2 separate regions of the Anas platyrhynchos genome follow, and region 1 is linked to region 2. The links are chromatin contacts, called in public Hi-C maps. All regions are on one chromosome and are shown on one strand. Each heading gives the region's core, a stretch centred on a gene start, on an enhancer-like site or on the middle of the called end of the contact. The rest is flanking DNA. Distances are from core to core; before and after follow the strand shown. Region 1 overlaps RBMS3 (RNA binding motif single stranded interacting protein 3). Region 2 overlaps RBMS3 (RNA binding motif single stranded interacting protein 3).

Region 1 (7,137 bases), core at 3,933-6,432, 36 kb after region 2:
AAAAATAAATAAATGACTAGAGGGGCAGTCTGACAGAGGTGTGTAAGTATCTTTGTGGGTACTAAGTAGTTCTTTAATCTGGTTGAGAAAGTTGCGACAAGAATCAGATAAATGTAGAAGAGAAAACAGGCAGAAATATTTAACTATAGGGAAGATGACCCACTGGCATACATACTTAAAAAAGAGGTGGCTTTTTTTTTTTTTCATCTTTATCTTCAAATCGCTTCTGAAAGTTGTATTTTAGTAAAAGACAAGTATTATCTCAACATTAGGTAACCAGGACTACATCAACCATCTGTGATATAAAAGAGCTCTGAGAAAATTATATGGTCTTAACAGTCTAAAGTTACAAAATAGCTTTGATTAGTATGAGGCTTCTTAGCACCCAGTCCTCCTCATAGCACACTTGTCATTCTTCTACGGTGCTGTGTTCAATAACTTCTTGAATTTCTTTTGCTGATTTAATTCCACGCATCCTAAAAGTCTGATATGGCCACAACCTGAGATTTTCTTTTCCCCTGTAACTGATTCAGGTGTCTTATGTCCCCAGCTTATCGCTTACCGGTAAGCGATTGCTTCTAGATGCTTGCACTTTGGGGTTTAAAACTGTTTTGTGATGAAAAATAATGTTCCCCTTGTCAGTTACAGTGTAGGAAAAGATAATCATTTTGACAAGATGTCCTCATTGCTCATAAATAATGTCTTTTCCAAGCGTGTCTTGCTTGTGCATTTTTCACGTTCATTCCTGTTTGCATGAACGACGGGAGGTTGTCTGCTATCACGGATGTATATACGAGATCTGCAGAAAGCACCCCAGTGAGGACATGTTACCATCTCTGAGGGTTTGGGCCATCCCGTAGCATTTGTTGTGCCCAGGGGACCTCTCTGAGCTGCCTGAACCAGTTTCCCCGCACAGAGCTATGGTGCTTCCACTTCACAGAGAAACCTGCTTATTTCAGAAGAAATCTGATGTAACTAAATGACACCTATTTTATCCTGAAAAAAAAATCCTGGAAGACGCGCAGCTTCCTTTGAGGAAAAGAATACACAAATTAAAGGCTTGGCTCTTTCATTTTGCTTGAGTGGAAACTGGAACCAATCCATTTCTACTGAAATCCACGTGAAAATGCTATATATAGAATTAATGACCCCATGAGGGCTCAAATCCTTGTTTCCCATTTTCTGTCACTCCCTTTCAGTTGCTGAGTCAAATTTAGTCTTTGGGAACAACATTTAAGACATATAAAGCGCAGATAAGCAGGAGATAAGTTTAATAAAAAACATGTCCAGGCAGAGAAATGCATCCCACTGGAAGCTCCACCAAGAGCACAAGGTAGGGAAAAGACAAGGATAGAACCTAAACTCCAAACACCACAAGATGGATAAATGCCCCATTATAGACCCCCCTGCTCTTTCTCAAAGGGACATAAGTATCTCCTCAACATTTCCTTTTGCTCTGAGATGATAGGGACAACTAACTGAGAATCTCTTGACTTGGGTCTTTCCGTGGGAATGGCATCGTAACCAGCTTTTATGACCGTTTATGTTGGACAAATTTTCTCACATTACTGGAAAAAGAATAGTATGAACACACAGCCATTTCCACCTAGACCCCATCTGATTTATGCTACTGTCTTTGTAGTCTCAGGTTAAGCATTATACTGGTGCCCGCCAGCAGTGCAATACTTGACTGTCTGACTGTCAGCATTTCCATCATAAATTTCTGTTTTCAGAGGCTTATGACTTTGTTGTAAAACGTCGCTTGGGGGGTGAATCTTGCAAGGTCGTTTTAAGTTACAAGACAGTAAACAAAATAAAAAAGTTAGTGGTTTCTAATTCTTTCTTTGCACTTTAGCATTTAAAAGGACCTATAAAATGCTTGCTCCACTGTTCAGTTGACTGTGGTACATGTACATATGGTATTATTAATATTGCTATCTCTGTAGGGGGGATACTTAAATAATACTTGAATGGCATTTTACTGGGAGCTCTAAACCCTAATTTTTATTTCATTGATTCAGTGGTATCAGTAAGTCCCCCCCCAAGGTATATCCCATTGTTTCCCTGTCCCCTTCTCTGTGTCCCAAAGAGTACTCTTCACAGTACCTAGGGCTTAGGTAATGAAATTTGCTAAACCATATTACCTGATGGCTCCTAACCTTCTTTGTTCCTCCCCCTTCACCTTTAAGGGCTTCGTGCCTATTTTCATGTTATGGCTACCCACTGATATTTGTTCTGGGATTCTGCCTCACCTGTCCCACTCTGGAATTTGCATCTCCCTGGAAGAGCAGCCTCAAGCCTGGCAATAATCTCAGGGATGCACTAGGTTTACCAAATTTGATTTGGGTTGCAATACCAGATGGAAATCTGAGGCTTTTGGAGACACATTCTCATTCTACAGAAGTTTCCAGCACTCTGCAGTGCTGCTGTGAACCCCTTCCAGGGAGGCTTTTCAATGAAAATTTATCACTGCAGGCATTGGAATATTATACAGATATCACACACAGTCTTTGGGGCATGTTTGGGATTTCCAGTTTCATCTGAGATATCCAATTATAAAGCAATTTCCTGGGGAAGATGTAGGATTTGACAGATCATTCTTCTGACTGAAAGTAGGAATGATCCTCATCATATCCGAGCCTGCACTACTGTCCCAGATGATGGATTTGTTCAAGTTAAATTTATAGCACCTTTTATAACACCTTTTCAACCGCCTTCAATTAAACCCTTGAATAAGAAAGAACAAAGCATTTCCCTTCTTCACAAATGCATCCTTAAACTACCTGGATGTTCCCTATCCCCCGGTGCTGCTGACACTTCTCTGCCCCCAAAGCAGCGTCACCACTGATTTGCAGAAATCTCCCTTTAAATATTTCCCCTTTCATTTAGCAAAAATCACCACTGCTTTGGCTCCACTTTGTGTTAGATTTTCTCCCGCTCAAAACCTGGCACTCACCCTTTACAGGCCTTTGTTAAGTCAGGTCTTTTGGCACACAGAGTCACCTTTGTAGTGACAGCACATCTTCAGGATGAATTTAAGTATTTTTCTCCATACTTTTGGTGCATTCTCAAACCCAGTAACTCCAGCTTTCCTCCAAGACCTTCTCTCTTACTTACAGCCTCGGATCTCCTTTTTACTCTTACCAACAGCTTCGCTAACGGTCAGTTTGCAAAACCGAAATCATAAAAGATGACAGAGCCGCTTTAAAATTATATCTCAGAAAAAAAAGTCTTCAAATCCAGTTGCTTTGGAGTTTTTTTTTCCTTTGCTTCTTTTGAGGATTAAGGACTATGCTTTCATTTTAAGCTCTGAGGAATCCACTTACACTTTCTAAATGAAAGATCAGATGCTGGAGTCATTGAATGACTCTCAGCAACAGGGATTTAAGAGAAACACCTACAGTTTTAAGTCTTGTGATGAAATCCCTGTGTGAGAGTAACACCGCATCGTTCCCTCTTTCTACAAGCAATCTTATGACAGACTGAACACAAAGCTTCTCATCTGCACCTCCTCCTTTTTCCATATTCCCTGCTCATTAGTTTTTCTTGCCCCTCCTCCTTATTTGTCTCTCTACTGTGTGACCGGCTGTGTCAGTCCCAGCTTCTGCTTGCCGGTGTCGGCAGAAACCCATGCTGTCAGCTGCCAGCAGCAAGACAAACCCTGCTGAAAGCCAGCTCCCACTGGCAGTCTGGAGCCAGGTAGCACAGGCTCCAAAATACAAAGCAGGGGCGAGCTGCGAGGCAGAAGTGGGTGTCCAGAGGTTACAGCAATTCCCTTTCAACTGAATAGATTTCTGTGGAGCCACAGTTGGAGTCCAAAGCTACCCTTCTCTGGCCCCTTGCTCGTAACTCTCCTCCCCAAAATCTCCCCCAGGGTGTACCTCGACAAAGTTGGGTTCAAGCCACAATGAAACATTCTGGAAAATTTCAGGAAAATCTGTTCAGCTGCTTTTGAGGGGTGCAAAAGAGGAAATAATTTAACAGCTTCAAAAAGAGAGCTAGTTTTGTATGTGCATACTTTTAAAGAGGATGAACTTTAATGTGACCAGACATTTCTCGGATCCAAGATCTAAGAGTGTGATCCAAGAACATTTGAAGTTATCCAGGTTATAAATGATTAAGTAGCCACCTGCAGCATTATGAAACTCCTAATCATATTCATTTAGGAAAAAAATGTGACAATAGTTGTCTACAGTAAGCCTTTACTTCCGATTACTTTTTGAATATACTTATTTTGAGATTGACCATTCACATAATTAGACAGAATCAAAAAGTGATTTTTAATCTTCACAGTAGTTAATTAATAATTGTGAAACATTAAATTCCAAAATTGCTGGGTTTTAGTGTCTGCAAAGCTAACTTCTTGTCCTGCACTTCTGTAGCTCAGTTAAGAGCTGTGCTAAGTGAGCAGCACGAGGCATTTCCACAAGGACGCAGCTACACTGATAAAAGGGTCCCAGTCAGAAAATATAATAGCCAGGATCACCACATGGGTTGCTGAAAATCTTAAAAAGAAGTCTTCTGAAATCTTAACTGGTCTGAAATGCAGCTGCCGTCCCCTAGATGTACCCTGCTTATACCCAATCAGTGTTTGCTCACAACGTAGGTACACTAGAAAGAAATCCTCATGACTCCAAGCAAAGCTAAACAAATTCATCTCTTTTGAGTGACATGCAATAAAATGATACTGAATAGCACGCTATTACAAAAAGAAGATCAGGTGGTCATGTAATTACAGCTTGTACTGGTAATTCTGCAAAGACAAGAGTCAGTGTTCAACTGTGGTTATGAATTCCTGTATTAATTCTGGTCTCCCTCAGGTCAATGTGAAATCAGTGGTATAGTTCAATGCAGCCAAGTTTTTACCCCTCTGTTGTTTGCATGGTGATTTACACAACCTTTACGTTAGATCACAAAAGCTTTTTGGAATACGCGACATAATTCAATACATTTTCACAAACAAAGTCAATTTTTAAAATGCAAGTTTACCCATGAGTTATACCAATCTATATTTAGTGAGCTAGAAAAATTCATGTTATTATCTGCAAGAATGCATAAAGAACAGCGTGTCATCTTTCAGCATAAATGTTTTGCCTTTTTCTATTTGAATTCAGACAGCATTATCTTAACATTGTTTGGGCGTGATGATCTTTCACATCAAGGACAAAGGTAACACTACAATGTCACTTATCTTGCAAGCTGCCTTTTCATCATCCAGTACCCTATTTCACTCAGTGGTGTTATGACACTAACATGAGTGCCATGATATGCCAAGATATGGTGTATTTCAAAGAAATTCAAAGGATGACTAAGTCATTTTGCCTCCACTACAAAGCACAATGTATGAATATTCTGTAGAAACAATTATTTGGGATTTTTTTTTATCATTATTATTTTTGAGCTTTCTTTTGAAGCAGAAGACTGATTTACAGCACAGTTACAGATTTCTCTTCTCCTTATTTGCTTTTTCAATACCTTTCTATATATAGCTCTCCATTCCTTGGCTTTTCAAAAGAAAACTGTTTGATTTAAGAATGTTTCAAGCTGTGGAGAATCTATGTAAATATTCCCTGAGAGTAAACATGGAAACTTGTCTTTCTGTACTGACAACGAGCTACATGGTAATAATATGTTGCCCATTTTGTCTAAACTACTCTGACAGGGCTTGTTATATGCAAATATTTCTTCTTAACCTCTTCTCATAGGTTTGAGTTCCTTGCAGCTTTCAAAGAAGCTGTGTTTTTTCAGTTATAGTTCCTCCCCCTTGCTCTTCCAACTGCTAAATTTACTTTTTCTTGTTGCAAAATATTTGCGAGACATTTAAACAGTTTCCTCACCAAGTGTGTTCTTTTTGCTGTAGGACATTTATTATTATCCAAGCTTGATACTGCATGGATAGCTCACTATTCGTAGCTATTTTTATTTCCATATACATACATTCAGTGAACTAATTTCTGGAGCAATGAAATGAACATCCTTCTGCACCAGTATTCCTCAGCTCAGTAGAAAGAACAGACGTACAATCTGATAAAGGTGCTGCTCTGCATTTTCGATAGCTATGAGGCTTCAGTGTTACAGAGTAGACAGCATTTGCAAAGGACCAAAGTCAAAAAAATATGCATAAATCAAGTAAGAGTAAGGGTTTTACCTGGCAAAGCCGACTCCTCTGCTGACTCCGTTAGCATCTCTTAATATTCTGGTGGAAATGACATGTCCAAAAGGTTTCAGCATATTCTCCAGTTCCTGTTCATCCATGGAAACGGGTAAATTTGAGATGTATAGATTTGTGGGATCTTGCTCTTGTTGCTGTGACAAAATAAGAGAAATATCCTCAGTTAGGCTTAGCAAAATGAAATAGTTTATGGCTTATAAAACGAGGGTTTCTCAAAAGGAGACCAAGCCAAAAAATTATAGCTGCATCACAATTGAAGATAGGAAATTTGTTCATGATGACAACATATTTGCAACATTTCTACAAACTCTCATGCATGTGCTTAACTTTTTGCGTGACTGCTCTTGCTGAACTCAGTGACACTACTCATTTATAGAAAATTACTCTCATGCACAAGTGTTCTTGGGTTTGTGTCCTAATTTAACAAACAGATTGTGAAGAAAACATGATTTCCACAAATGTGCTCACTGTTAACATAAATAAAGAAATAAAATTCAACACATGTTTTCAGCAGATGTGCTTCCCAGCCTGCAGACTTCCCATTCAACCTGTTCATCATGAGTAAGGTTGGTTGAAAACGCAGAACATTTTCCCCAGTATTTTTTCCTTCTTTTTTCCCCCATCAAAAATGTCTCGGTAGGTAATATGCAAGAAGACCTAACTGGGAGCAGGGAGTTCTGCAGTTCAAGCTAAAGGTACTGATAACACAGGTCACATCTTCATTCTCAGATCAAATTTAAATTATTATAAAGTAAAGTGTTCAATATGACTAATTGAGAAAATAAATTTGAAGACAGCTTTTGCATTCTATTTTTGAACGTGCTTTCAGGTTGTTCAGGCTGTGCTTTCAGGTTCAGTTTCAGAACACTCCAGTTCTGTTCTTGCCAACTGAACAACTGAAAAGAAATGAGGCATTGGTGCAGTATGCAAAATAAGTGTATTAAAACAGTAAATGAAAACCTTGT
Region 2 (6,807 bases), core at 3,184-5,683:
AATTATGCAAATCCACCAAGCTCAGTTCTGACTATATTTTCTTTACTTGGTTGAAATCATTGTTAGAAGAATGAATTTACATAATGGCATCTGCTATTCCTGTTACAAGTTGTATTTTAAAAATAAAGTGTGTGTAAGGTAACACGTACAACAGATTCACTATTCCTGATGTTAAGTAGTTGCCATTTCAATTTCTTCCTCATTGTTTAGTAAGAATGTAAATGCAGGACTGAGAATGAGCAAGGAATCAAGAATACAGATTAGGATATTTGCCAGTACTGGTCTCATTTCCAAAGCATACAATCTCTGAAATGTGCATACTTCATTTTCATACAGCTGGAAAGTATGTGCAGAACTGTATAGAGTAAAATTTCCCATTTTTGGAGCACCGTGAAAATATGTATGTTTTACAAAATTCAAAGCATAAAAACAAAGATTAAAATATTCAGCTTGATACTCCCTGCAGGTTCATTCCTCCAGTTCTCCTGAGAGGGGTATTTGAAGATTCTGTGCTCTACAGTACTTTATCGCATGACAAGTGAACAGAATGGTACTTCATCTTTACAAGCTAGCACATCTCACATCAGCTCTCCCTCTGTAACCTACTTCTGATACAATTTCCTACCAATCTGGTTTTCCCTATTGCACTAAATGATTGAATATTTGGTGACATCTTGTTTTTCATTATACTTATTTCTTCACTTCTTAATTGGTTGACTTGAGTCTAACAGCGCTCAATAAATCAAAAGTAAAAATCCTGACTAAAAATAGCTTCAAGTTTCAATAACCTTATGATTTCACTTACAGAATAATGCAAAGCAAAACCAAACAAAAAATAATTAAAGGCGTAAATGGATCATTTTATTCCTATAATACCATGACACTAAGGGACAAACATCCTATCATCACTCTCACCATTAGTATGGCTTTGAGTTACTGGAACATGAGAGAGTCTATTGTGTTAGGTTCCCTACAACCAAAGAACAAAGCTTTTACCACTGAAGTACAGAAGAAGAGAGAACAGAAACATTAGACAATATTTGGCACCATTCTTCACACACAAATAATGTTCTATGTTCATTTTCTGGTAGTGTTATTGCAGAGTTTCAAAGATGAACTAGGAGAACTGTGATCATGACTTAGGGATAATTGTATGTATTCCAGGTATAAACAACACAGAAAAATAAATAGATTGTATATTTTACAGTAGAAATGGATCAAGAAAAGGTGTTACACCCCCAAGCGAAAGTTAGATCAAACTCATGTTTAGGAACACTGAAATATCTGAGGTGTTTGGTCATAACGCAGGAACTTTTTGTGACTTTCTCTGAGGACAGAAATGCTATGAAAATCACATCACTTTGGGCAGAAAAAAATAAATACTTAGGAACAAAATAAAACACTGTGCTTTTGTCTTCTTCCAAGTTTTGTTTGTTTTAAAATTTTCTGTCCTTGTTCTCAGCTTACGTTATTTCAACTCAAGAGTTTTCTTCTCAATTTTAATTGGGAAAAAATCAGCACTTCTTTTACAGGTTGTCAACTTCTCCTGAGTTCTGGAGCGTATGTCCTTGTCTGGAGATATCTAACTGTCTCTAACTTCTGCTTTGAGTGACAAAATGAAAATTAGATCAAAGAAGTTGAAGTTCAGTATTGCTGCTGTTGACACTTTCCTTGTGAGTACTTTTTCTCACCATTTTCACTTAAAATATTTCTTCTAGTTATTCTTAATGTTCTCATTAAAAGATTTCACTGTTATGTATCTGACGTATATTGTGCTTTAGAGTTTCTTGGATATGAAAATACTGAAACTGTGTTTTAATGCACTTTTGGAAAAAAAAAATCGAGTTATGAAACATTTCATAGAATGGTGTTCCCATTTTTTTTTTTTTTGGAATTTTGGAACTTTAACATTAAACCCGAACAAAGAAATATCTGTCATTCCCTGTGTTTCTCTGGAAAACAACAACAGTAAAGTAACGCACACACATTCAAGGACTTAAATCCCATGTCCACCTAAACACTAACACCATCATTCAGAATGATTCAAAAGCCAACTCTTAATTGTGTGACATCAGTATGGTACAAATCACAGAAATACCAAAAGACTCAGTGATTATTTAATTGTTACCAGAAATAGAAGAGATAATAGCCATGCATGAATTCTGCCTTAGAAGGTAACTTCAATATAATACCTATGCCACAATATGATGATCTGAATTGGGGAGATAATTTCATGAGAAATATGTACAGCATATTAGTAAATAAATGAATTGAAAATTACACATATTCCATATACCCATTTCTTGCTAGTTGTTGTTAAGTCTGCGGCAAGACTGCGCATTGCAGCAAGATTGCTAAATTTGTGAAGATATTAACGCCAAGAAATTCTACCTAGGTGTTTATTTCTGCTCATAGCTTGCATTTGGGAACTGTGAGAGAACAATGAGGCTGGGCTAGATATAGATTTCTCTGAAGCCCATTTGTTTTATCTGTAAATAGTTCAAAAGCTAGGTTCTTTAAAAATGTGGCTGATAGCTACTTGCTCTCATCTTCTGCATTTTAAGCCACGCTGCTAAAATCAGTTTTGGTTTTCTACTTAAGTAAAGAAACTTGCATTTGTAATAAAAACCCTGGAAATTCCTTACTCTACTTTCTCTAAGTCTTCTGTCCCGGTATTTATCGATTTGATAATGGTAACAGGCACTACCTACAATATGACATCTGGTGAATCAATCACTATTACCATAGTGTTACATTATAACTCGGTCCAAGGTTTTTGTGTTCACTGCACAAAGTAAATAATGTTTATTGCTGAAAAACTACCAACCTCAAGCCAAGCATGCTGCGTTATCGCATATTTTATTATAACTTGTGATACCAGACTATGCTCAGCATGCTCATCTGCACACTGGCTTTCTGAGGGAGGACATGGGGGAGTCTCATCTCTCTGCCAAAATGAACTGTACAAGATAGTCATTACAGCTAAGTCCATAATAAAGCACCGTGCTCTGCCACCCCCAGTTCAAGTAATTTCTTGTATCCCACTGCACTCAGTATTTAACCTCAATACCGAACTAGTTACTTTTCTCTCTCAATGGCAGGTTTGCACCTTTCCAAACCATTTTTTAAGAGACTTGGCAAAAAATAATGCTGCTGTTCCCCTTGCTCTGTGCAGCCAGAACCATTTTGTGTTGAAGAGAAACATTCTTTGAACATCAGTCCAATATTTACTGCAGGTTAAATCAATGAGTTCCTTTTGTGTAGAGTGCCTAAGGGAGGCTTCACAGTCTTATTTCTCTAAGCAATACCTAATGCTATGGAGATGATAGCTACCTGGCTCTGCGTGAATCTGCCTAAATAAAAGAGACTAAGCAGGTTTAATTAGGGACAACTGCTGAAGTTAAATGGTAACTGAGCTTCCAATCTCTGAAAAGTTAGTATCTTATTATATTTTGCACTGAGTAGTATCATGCTTCCTATGAAGTTTACAAACAAACTTGCTGGGTGAAAATCTTGCTTAAGGTGGGTGCCCTTTCTCTAGAGGCAGCAAGAAATGAAGCAGAAGGAACTAAACACACAAGGAGAAAATGGTAGAGTCACACCAAGAATGAAGATGCCCCTTAACATGAACTCCATGTTTACAAAACAAGGTCCCTTCCTGTTACTTTTGTGGGGGATTTGTTTCACCTTAAGACAGCTACATGTATATGCAATATAGACCTCTACATGTGAGCTGGTCCTGCTGAGATTCCTCTATTCTCAACTGAGAAATAAGAGCAGACTTATGACTTGAGACATACAACAATTTCAGATGTCTGTTCCAGGACAAGATGAAACACTACTTAGACAGGCCTATTCCTTTCTGTTAACTGCATGAGGAGACCAAGTGATGTAGTGGGCTGTAGGCTTTTACATTCATCCTGGTGATTAAATTCAGTCTCTTGAAGATCTGAATTGTTACTTATAGAGGTGCTCACCAAAATGGAGTGGGATTTGATCTCTTCTAATCCTTCTGGCTATCAACAAAGATAAGTAAACAATATACTTCATATAACGATCACATTAAAAACAGGTAGAAAAGAAAATAAGACTATTAAATCATAGAATCAGTTACAAAAGTAGGAAATAGCACTTTACATATGGAGTTAGTGATTCTGATTATTAAAAACCAAGTGTGTTGGCTGCTTGCTGATGACATGGTAGGAGTTAATATCATGGATGCTAAAGGCACATTATCCTGCTAGTATCGCGTCAAGTGGCCTACTGTAAACAGAATTCATTTTCCAAAACTGAACGGAAAACGAAACTTCATCTTATACATTAAACATACGCACATATTAAACGTGTGTGTAAACATGCATCTCAGTGTTGGTAAGAGTCTGTGTATGTTTGAGTATCAACTCTCTGTAATATCTGAAGCTGCTTACACACAAGGACATTCTCTTCTTTGTTTGGGTTATGCTACTTTTAGATTAATTTATCCCTTAGCTTAACGGGTCTTATTTCCAACACAGTCATGAATGAACGTGAATGAGAGCTCTGGGTAAAGGATTCCTTTCAGCCCTTTTCCTGTGCAAAACATAGAATGGAACATAATTAGGAGGGAAAAAAAAAAAAAAAAAAAAAGTTTGATTAAGACTTTGGTATCTCTTTCTTTTTGACTAGTCTCTTTTGTACTGTGGAAACAATCTTCACCAGATGAGTAGGTGAAAAATAAAAATAATAATAGAAATCGCCATTGTCTAGCTTTCTCAGCCTGCAGAAGTCATTCATATCTGATGCATGTCCCAGGCCCTGTTCCTATCTTCTTCAGAATAGTCAGTCCCTTACTTCTCTTGGCAATTCATTTATATCCTCACAACAGCCCAGCACAGCAGTTGCTTTCAGTGAAAATGCTGAGAAATAGAAACTGCTGGTCTGGCTTGGAATTTGGAAAGAATCTCAATATAAAATCAAAATTAATTTAAATGTCTTGATCTGGCACTGCTGCAGCTTCTGGAGCTTTCATTTTTTTCCACCAAGAATTTTCAGAATAATATATATTTATGTACTTTCAGTATGTCTGCAATACAAATTTGATTTGTTTCTCCTAGAAGCAATTTATGTTTAAATTCCAAAGCTGTAGAGGTCTGAAGAATGCTTACGTTGACTTAATCATTGGCAAACCAACATACACAACGATTAAAAACAGAAGGCAACAGCTTATACCCAGTCCATTTAGAGAAGTAGCCACTTGGCAATGTTAAGGTGGGATAAAAACAAACAAACAAAACAAGCTTTCAAAACTTCCAAACAGATTTTTAGACCCAGCAGGCTTGATCCTTGTGCCTAACCAATGTAACCACTTATGCTCAGCACCAGAGCTGAGAAAGGTACAAAAGTGAAAATGCTTGAAAGCCATTTTTACATGCTCCTGGATGCATTCACAAGCCTGCTCTGACCCTGCTTTGAATTGAAGCTGGTGATGGAGAGGAAGTTGCAGCAAAGATTTTAGGCCAACATCTCTTCCCCCATGGAGGACTGCTGTTTTTTTCCTCTATTTCCAAAAAGTTGGACCTAGCAGAGACAGCAGTGCCTGTTGGGATGCTGGCATCCAGCTAGCAGAAGAGGAGAGAGGAAAGTGTAGCCATAGGAATGAGAGGAGATGCTCAGCCATAAGAACCACTGATAACAAACACTCAACCAAGGTGTGCTCCTCGGGAAAAGCAGTAAGCGATATAAGGGAGCAGGACTGGCTTTTTGGAGGTTTAATTTGGGACTCCTTTTTATAAGAAGATTAGTCCACCTCCTTTTGTCAACACAGGAACCTTACCTCTACTTATTTTATGCTGGGTTTCCTCATTTTCATGCAGTTACCTTTGACCATGGTGACCCTTATCTCATGATAGTTTAGACATTCATGCACAACAGACAGCAAAGTGTTAAGAGGGAAAATTGGCAGGTTTCTAAGTGGTCTATTTTTATTTCTGCAATATTTTTCCCCCTCTGGAAAAGCTAAAAATCCTATTAAAATAATTTGGCTGGCTTTCACTCTCCTCACTAATCAGACTGGCTAGCAAGTGACTTCTTGGTAGCTGAGAAATACCTGTCTTCCAAACTTTACTAGTAACACCAATTAACACAGCAGGAAATATAAATATTTCTACCATGCAAGCAATCATTGCAAGGCAACGACACTTTGCCTTGATCAGTGTGAATAATGACTCCCAGTACCTGTGCAAGTTTCTACTGGAAAAGAGAATAGGAGAAATGTATTTTTAACCTTTTTCAAGCAAGACCGGCTAAATTCTTAATAGAAAAAAAAGAAATCCCAAAACTGTATTTGTCAGAATGTGAAAATGCATGTGAGATGTAATGTCTATTAGCTTCTATTTAGCGTCTTCCTCACACCAGGGAACTTTATAATAAGAAGCAGCTGTGGAGAAATCAATGTTGGCCTCCATGGATGTTCTGTATTCATAGGGATGGCTCCTCTGATTGATTTGTTGGCAACATGAGATAAAAACAATTTAAATTAAAAAAAAAAAAAAAGAGCCTAATGAGAGCTAAAGTCTGTATGAGAAAAGAGTGGGAGACTAACACCAAAACAAGGAAGAGATCTTTAACAGCTCCTCTGACCTTGCTTTATTAAAAGTTTTGTGTACGTGGACAAGGACAAGGACAATGGAAAGAGAAAGCCTTCTCCCCTAAACTTGCCCCCCACTCCCCACCCTGACGGTAAAATAATCAGATCAAAACACTTCACTCATTGCAGAATATGAGAGGGTCTATTTGGCTGGAATAATAGCAGAGAGCCATTTATTCTTC

What was found. Hi-C and Micro-C count contacts between places; a contact is called where the count stands out from the background.
Region 1: a contact with region 2 is called in a Hi-C map of small yellow follicle, with 2.3 times the contacts expected there. The contact joins two enhancer-like sites. A contact is called at or near these places in 2 of 8 Hi-C or Micro-C datasets (F5 follicle and small yellow follicle).

Annotation. Positions count from the first base shown.
Region 1 is chr2:117,439,324-117,446,460 of IASCAAS_PekinDuck_T2T, forward strand. It overlaps RBMS3 (RNA binding motif single stranded interacting protein 3), which reads right to left. Exons shown (of 17, transcript XM_038175453.2): 8 at 6,149-6,306. Among named protein-coding and RNA genes, the nearest start is that of TGFBR2, 350 kb to the left of the region's middle. Within about 2 kb of position 5,183, at least 4 of the 8 cell types and tissues checked have an H3K27ac peak or open chromatin away from gene starts, as enhancers often do. A contact at or near this core is called in F5 follicle and small yellow follicle, where this site is marked.
Region 2 is chr2:117,404,243-117,411,049 of IASCAAS_PekinDuck_T2T, forward strand. All of the region lies in intron 9 of RBMS3 (RNA binding motif single stranded interacting protein 3), which reads right to left. Among named protein-coding and RNA genes, the nearest start is that of TGFBR2, 320 kb to the left of the region's middle. Within about 2 kb of position 4,434, at least 3 of the 8 cell types and tissues checked have an H3K27ac peak or open chromatin away from gene starts, as enhancers often do. A contact at or near this core is called in F5 follicle and small yellow follicle, where this site is marked.